2 separate regions of the Columba livia genome follow, and region 2 is linked to region 1. Evidence: chromatin contacts called from public Hi-C data. All regions are on one chromosome and are shown on one strand. Each heading gives the region's core, a stretch centred on a gene start, on an enhancer-like site or on the middle of the called end of the contact. The rest is flanking DNA. Distances are from core to core; before and after follow the strand shown.

Region 1 (4,036 bases), core at 72-2,571:
GGACCTCTCTTGAGAGAGATTTGCCAGGAATTGGTTAATACGTGGAACGCTGGCCCCATTTCTTTCTTCTAGGTGGCTCTGGGAGTGCTCTCGCCCCAAGTCCCTTACCTGCTTTTGGCTGAGGGAGGTTTGCACAGGCAGGTCTACATCTCAGTCCTGTTGTCTCTATTAAATGCTGAGGTCCCCTGTGTGCCTCATGGAAGTAACTATGAAATACAGAGATATTAAATCAGTCCTGAATGGAATGTTGTGAACAAAGCTGAGGGGTGAATATGGCTCTCCTAGGCTAAGAAACAAAACAAACCCCATGGCTTTTCCCATCTGTTTGTAAGACTGAAGCATAAGTCATGGCTTTAAGAGTATGTACCACAGGCTTTCCTCTTTAAACACAGAAATGTTGTATCAGTAAATAAAACTATTTCAGCAGTCAGGCATAAGCTGACTCCGAAGGCTGCTGCAATTTTGAGTTAAAAAGTCATTTTGGGTGCGTAATTTTCTAGTGCTTGAGAATATCCCAACAGAGAAGAAAAAACAAACAAGAAAAGAAATAATGAAAAATGTTCTGTGTTCTTAATCGAATTGATACCAGCAGACTTCAATCCCTCCTGTTCTGAGCCAAAGATAAAGCCCTTGCAAAACAGGAAAAAAAAAGTCTGCTTTTCCAGTGGTGCTTTCTGTCCAGCACCAACCACAATAGTGCATAAACATCCAGTATATACCTACATATATAGAGGGAGAGGTCAGACTTGAAATGCAGCCAAAACCAACACGGTGTGCAAAAAGGAAGCATGTGTTTGCCAGGCACTGCTTTGACCATAGCAGCAAATTGGAAAAGTAATTCTCACTTATGTGTGGAGACATTCCTATTGCAAAGAAGAAGGCGGGGGGGGGGGGAAGGTAGCAATTAGGAAGTCAAATGAAAGGGTTGCTAATCTGCCATGCTTGTTCAGTGTGTTAACAGCCAGGAGAATTAAACTACATTTGATATTCAAATGGACAGGATCAAATGAAGCACAAAATATGATAGAAAATACAACACGTATAGGGACCCCCAAGAACAGACGTAGGAGAGACCCAGCAGGAGCAGTGAGGGGTCCTTAAACCCAGCTAAATCGAACCCTAAACCACCTGAACACACCACCAGTTGTTAATGATATTGCCCTAATTAGCGATGCTGGAGCTAAATTACCCCCGGTGCTCGTTCCCACCCCACTACAACGCGCAGTGAAGGACCCTCACGGGGGATGTTGCAGTCGGGGAGGGAGGAGTTATGAAAAATCACCTTTCCCCAGGGCAGAGGGTCCCAGCAGCGGCCGGGGGGGGAGGACAGGGCGGGGGGAGCTGCTGGTGTCACCGCCCGTGTCACCGCCCGCCCGGCCCCGCGGGAAACCGGCTGCTGCCACCTCGTGGTGTGGGAGCCCCGGCCCCCCAAGGGATGAGGGGTACAGGGGAACGGGGAAAGAAAAAACACCCGAGGAATTCAGGGAGAACTCCCAGAGGAAAAAGAAAAATAATAATAAAGAACAATAAAGAGCATTTTGCTTTTCTGGAACACGCAGAATTTAACCCAATATACAACAGTGGGGTTGAACTGGGTTGAAACCTGCATCCGTAAGCTCTAGCACTGGTTTCAGGTGGTTAAAGGACATACAAAAGAGCAAGACAAACTGAAAAGTAATATGTAGTATTGCTGAAAGTGAGAAATAAGGGGTTTCCAGAACAGCCTGGACAGAAAATGGTGTGCGATGCTGAAAAAACTGAGCAAGATCTGGGCAGGGAGATCTGAACAAAGAAAGCGCCGCAGTCGTTCGAGTCCTTTTGTTCTGAAAACAAAGATTTATATGTTTATAAATGTACAGAACTGAGTCAAAGAAATTAATCGTTCAGCCTTTCACCTCCTCTGCCTTTCTCTCCTTTTTCTCATTGTCTCTTCTCACCAAATAAATTGCAAGCCGTTTATTTATTTAGGCCAAAAGGGCAACAATACTTTAATCCAATCTCAACTTTTTTTTTTTTTTTTAAGTTATTTTTTCAAATAGGAAATTCAGATATCAAGTGCGGGTGTGTCCTGCACAGCTTTTATATTTTCAAGAAGTTTACAGAATTCTAAGGGAAAGGTTCTCACCTGCAGACCTGTAAAAGGGATGTGACAAGTGTGCTCTCCCCTTCCTCCGCCAAACTTCTCCAAAAACCTAAGCTGCTGCATTTAAGTGGGTATGCACTTTCTTCTTGCACCAAATGAAAACACACTTTGCATGGAAGCTTGTTTTACTATTAGATTTATGGAGCATTACTATATATATATATATATAAAATCAAATCACTGCAGTTAAATAGCCTGTGAAATTCTTGCAAACATTTGAGAAAACACGGCGGGAACAAGATGGTGAGCACGTTTTTCCTGCCTGCGGCAAGCGGCGGCTCCTCGGCCGTTGGTGCAGAGAGAGCTCCCCCTCCTGCTGAAAAGCATCTTTAGCCCCAAAACACCCGTGGGACACACTGCTGTTACTCAGCATTTCTGGGGATCAGGCCACGTGAGATGATCTCAATAGAAAATTTTCGATGGATATAGAAATATAGCACTGATCATTTGTGTTCATCTCCTTTATTATTTGCAGTGGTTTTACAAAACAAAAGGTCGGGGTTTATTTTTTACTTTTTTTTTTTCCTCATTGCAGCAAGATTACCCCTGTCAATCGGCATGCAAACCATTCATCTGGGCACCTGGCACTCCGCTAAAAAAGCCAAAACAAAAACCCTATCCCGGGATAATTTTATTTTCTGCTGCAAGGGATCAGTAGTGTGACAGTTTTTAAGGGGGGAGATGCTCCTGTCAGGAGGCAGATGATCCCGGGCTGCGCTAAGGCACCGCGTTTCCATTGCAGACCGCAGCAGGTGACTCGGGGAGGACTTTCCAGGTCAAATCTCATCCAGAGTCTGTTCTATGTACAAATGTCTCCTATAAATAGGGCAAATGCTCATAATAGGTAGCAAAGCCAGTGGGCTTTTCAGACCAGTTTGAGAAATAAATGAGCCTGCACTGAATGGCTGTATTATACCATGTACCAACCTGCACTGGCACATTCAACTATATATACTATTAATATTTTTTTGAGGACTTTGCTGTATCCCACTTCTTTTCATTTAGCCTGATTTCTAGTGAATAGTCCAGGTTTTATGAAATGGAAGGTGCTGAGGTAAGAAATATTTTTAAAAAGCTCTATTTTCCAAGTGTCAAAAATATCTCTGGCTGTCCAAAACATGGCCATGCATGTAAATGCACTGTTCTTCAATAAAGAGGTGGAGCTGAGAACAACAACTTGGGGGCAGCAACAGAGCTGGCTATAACATGCAGTTTTCAATTTCTAGGGACTTAAAAAGAAGGCAGTGACAGTAATTGAATCAAGCTGAAAGTAAAAATGCTTGATTTTTTGTGTGAATTAGCAACCCAAGAAGAGGATGCTCCGGGGCAGGACTCAGTGCCCAGGATGCAGCTCAACCCTCTAGTCTGTCTCTGCTGCAATGTATTATACAGCAAAACAGAGAGGTTTGGAGCCAGCCCCTGGGAGGCCTGAATGCTCAGGGTTTGCAAGCAACGAGAGTCACGTTGCTGTAGTGCAGAGCGAGATGTGATCCTCCAGATCCCACCAGCGCTCCTACCCCTGAACCTCATCCAGGAAAACAAAGCTCCCAGCTCCCTCGAAGCCTCTTCTGCGCCGCTCTGTGACCATAGCCAGCTTGCCCTCTGGGTAAATCCATGCCGTAGGAAGTCATTTCCACGCATTTAACAGATGGGTAAGCTGAGATGGGGGATGAAGCGGGTCGTTTGGGGCAGAGGTGGAAAGGGAGGTTTGTCTTCCCACTCCTCCATCGTGACCACCCGCTCCATCTGTTAAACACTTCAGCACACGATGCCAAACTCCATTGTGATTCCGATTAGTCTGCAAAGTGCTGCGTGTTGATGTTTTGGTTTGATTCTTGGAGAGCTCTGGGGAGATATTTAATTAGACAAAATTAATTCCTTTGAGAACAACCT
Region 2 (4,005 bases), core at 757-3,256, 45 kb before region 1:
CAAGTGACTGTTAAAAGCTGTTTTTAACCGAGAGATTTAAGGCTCATCATTAAGCCTCCGTTTTACAGACAGCACATGGCATTCAGAGCTCTCAACTAGTGACAACTCTTGTTAAGAACAGAGGTTCCTCCCCATGAAAGAAATGCAGACTACTCCTGTAATTAATACATTAGCAATTCTATTAAGTCATCCATACCTAGCAATAAAACTGGCAAGAAAATAGTTACAACACAATTTTTTCCTAAGGAGCCAGTTGTTCTGGAGTCAGTGGATTCTTGACATTGCAACACACTTGTTCATACCAGGGTAAAGGCTCATGAGCCATGAAGTGTTCAGCATCTGCCTGGGAAGCAGCCGGAGCTTGGCAAACACGCTGCACAGAAGCCCTGCCAAGGCGAAAGGCCACGCGAGCGTTACCAGCACAATACCAGAAGGGAATCTGAGATCACTGTTTCAAAGCTTTTATTGTTTTAACCTTGGAAGTCAAGGCCAGAAAAACACAGCATTCATTACCTCAGCCCACAGGTAAATATAAAGCCATTTGTATATTGAAAATTATAATTTAGCAACGGTGCTGCACAAGCAGCGATGTAGTAAGAGCTGCTGCATATTTGGAAAGACTCGTCCACATTTTGCTTCTGATTATACCCAAAAGACGCTCCCTATTCCCAGAAGATGAGGCATTAAGAGCACGACAGACTTCACTGCAAGTCACTAGATGTGATTTTTATCATCTAGTCTTTTTTTTGCTTTCATTTCAAGGATACTTTACAGGATATAAAGGCAGACTTTACGAGCGCACCACCACCTGTTGAAAGAACATCTTCAAAAAGCATTTTAGCACACATCTTTTAATAAAAATACACCAGAAAAATTTGTGCTAGACACCATATCAGTAGAACACTACAGCCTTTGCTAGAAGGCTGCTTTTATCTAATTAGGGTAATCCAGGCCTTCCCCTCCCCCAGTGCTGTTCTGTTTGTATTTATTTTCCTTGAAGGAGAGAAGAGAGAACGCAGAACAGCCTTTCTCCATCATCACCATCTTTCTGAGCTGGATTGCAGCTGGGGGCAAACTTAACAGCCTAATTCAACGTTGCAATTCCTGCTGGAACTGTTGTCTGCAACACGAAAGGAGATACAGTGGATATAGACACCTCCAGGTTGTATGTCAGGAGATGCAACTTCAGCATAAGCTGTCAAATCCACCCAAAGTAGGTTTTCTGTAGCTGTTTCAAGTTCCAAAGAAGCAAGGCCATGGTACCAGAAGCTTCAGTTCCATCCCTACACGCCTGCTCACAGTCCCAGGTACTTAACCACAGCGCTGATCTCACTGCATCTGGCACTGGCATCCTCATCTGCTCCTTAAAACTGGCTGTGATAAGCCTGAATAAAGAGACATGCCGGTATAAAAATTCCTCAGAGACAGGCTTAGCAACTCAGTAACCTGCTAATTGCGTGAACAGCTTTATAAAACAAGGGCTGAAACATGAAAACAAAGACTGGTTTCTCCCTGTATCAAGTTGAAGAGATTAAAATTAAACATCACTGCCTTCCTGGCCCTTCCTCTGAGCCCCCTCAAAGGTTTAACATGAAGCTAAGAGCAGAATCGTTTGTTTTACTGCAAAATATGTTATTGTAGCCCACGTGCGGCCAGCCACGCTGCTCCCAAGACACACACAGGTGAGATCTCATGTTCTCAGAAGCGACCCTGTGGCACACCATGTTATTTTCCCCCAAGCCGTGGGAGACTTTGACTTCAGCTCATCTAGGAAATGGGGGAAGGTGTAGATAAGGGCAACTGCTGCCCTCGAGTACAGCAGGTGAAACATCAACCCAAGCGAAAGCGGAACAGGCTCTAATCTGCCATCTCAACCACAGCAGCTTCTGTTGGCTGCAGGCACCAAGGAGCTCAGGCAGAGCCGCGGGAGCCTGTGCGCACACCCGTGCAGCAACACCCGTGCAGCAACACCCGTGCAGCAACACCCGTGCAGCAACACCCGCTGTGCCCAGCAGCGTCTTGGCGGGGTTACCCAGTCACCCAGGTGATCTCTTTAGTCCGTTTTTATTCAGCAAAACGGTCATGCATTTAGAGAACATGTAAAATCCCATTAATTGGTTTAAGATGTTTAACGAACAAGAATAATCAAGAAGAGATTCAATTTCAGCTAAACATAGTGGGTTTTTTTATAGCACTGTATATTGTCTCCACTCCTGGCAGCAATCAGGAGACAGGAAACAGAGAAGTTGAAAGCCTCAGAACCCTGCATTCGTAATTAGATGAGACATTTCCTTCGAGAGGGTAATGTGAAACAGAAGTAACAAAGCAAAACAAGAACAATCTCCTTTGTGCTGCGCACAGATTACATCATTATGCATGTGAATTCCTTGCACATTATTCCTTTTGTGTTCCGAACTGATGGAGCGTTTTCCCTTTTCAAAAAACCCTCCGGACAGTTCCATCAAGGGTTCGTTTAAAAAGGAGCGAAAAGAAAAATCCACGTTAAAGAATTCGGCAGCGCAAATGAAACTGAAAGACTCGGTACATACAAGATGGCCGCAACAGCTAAAAAATAACCCATCAGCCTGGATGAAAAGCTGGAAACCATAGAGGCATTCTAATAAATATGTTTAATGTTTCCACTCAGGTCAAAGAAAACCAGTTGCAAAACGCACGTTGAAGGCAAGGGGTGTAGTGGTTTAAGGATGCTGAAAGACATAATGCTATTAAAAAAAAAAAAAAGGCCAGATGTTCCAGGAATATTACAATATTCTGCAGTTCTTTTCAAAGTTAAAAGAAAAAATAAAATTAAAAAAAAAAAAAAACACACCAAAAATAGCCCTGCTCCTTTTCAAGTAACTTGCTTCTCAAAATAGCCTGAGCTATTAACAATAATAGGGATAAAATAAAAGCCCGCGCCCGCCAGATGTGAGGAAGCGGGGGAAGGCGGCCGCGCTGCCCCGGTCCGGCCCAGCCCAGCCGGCCCCGCAGCGCCCGGGCCCCCGCGCTGGGAGGCGCTGCCCGCGGCCGCCGCTCCGCTCCGCGCATGCGCAGCTCTGCCCCCGCCCGTCCCCGCCCGGCGCAGCCAATGCCCGGCTCCAGCCGCACAAGGTGGCCTTTGAACTCCCCACCAGCAACTTCCTGCTGTTCCCAGCGTACACCCAGTGCAATGCAGTATGCCTGTCAGCTCTGCGGCACAAAGGAACAGCCATTTTGTGACTGAACTGGACCCGCACCAAAATGCCAGCCGCGGCGGCTTTCCCTTCGCGTTTTGCGGGGAATCGGGGCTTCCCGAGCGCTGCCGAAACAAGAAAGGGATGTCCCTTGCTTTTATCAGCAGCCAGGGAGGGCAGATTGTGTTTAACACCTTCGTTTCCCTGCTCCCCTCCCTGCAAATCCTCTTTCGTATGTAACTACATCTTCATAAAATGGCTGCCACGTAAAGCGAGGGTGTTCTGCTCCACCAGGGCTGCGGCGCACGCTGCGGAGCGCTCTGCCTCTGTGAGGGGGCACCGAGCAACAACGCCATTTCAGATCCCACACTGCCGGCTCTGAGATCTAACCCCCTGAAACCCCCTTTCTTTCCTCCCCACAAAAATAATGTTTTAGTACCAGAGGAACCAAGAGCTGGATACAGATGCAAAGGCTTGTCCAGCCCTGCAGCTTCTGTAGCAGAAACCATTTCCCTACCAGGGTACTAAGAGAGGTGCAAAAACAACAGTTGCAGGCCAGGGAAACAAGAGGAACAACGTATCCACCATGTGTTACTTGCCATCCCCTACAAAACTCACTGGGGGACCCCAGGGGGACCCCAGCCTGCCTCTCACCACTTAAGTCCACATTTGGGTTGCACCATGGATGTGACCCTCTCATACCACCTGCTTTTCAGAAACGCAGCAAAGAGGATGCTAGAAAACACACCAGGGGTTTGGTTGTTATTGAATGCAAGTCCCAGATAGGCAGGTGGTGGGTATTAGTAACTGCAGCATCTCCAACTTTTATCCC

Evidence for each region. A called contact is a pair of places that touch in the nucleus more often than the background predicts.
Region 2: a Hi-C map of liver shows a contact between it and region 1, with 2.9 times the contacts expected there. The contact joins two enhancer-like sites. A contact is called at or near these places in 2 of 2 Hi-C or Micro-C datasets (crop and liver).

What each region holds. Positions count from the first base shown.
Region 1 is chr11:7,082,641-7,086,676 of bColLiv1.pat.W.v2, reverse strand. No RefSeq gene overlaps it. Among named protein-coding and RNA genes, the nearest start is that of CHD2, 22 kb to the left of the region's middle. Within about 2 kb of position 1,321, at least 3 of the 3 cell types and tissues checked have an H3K27ac peak away from gene starts, as active enhancers do.
Region 2 is chr11:7,127,877-7,131,881 of bColLiv1.pat.W.v2, reverse strand. The region is part of intron 5 of CHD2 (chromodomain helicase DNA binding protein 2); the gene reads right to left. Among named protein-coding and RNA genes, the nearest start is that of CHD2, 23 kb to the right of the region's middle. Within about 2 kb of position 2,006, at least 3 of the 3 cell types and tissues checked have an H3K27ac peak away from gene starts, as active enhancers do.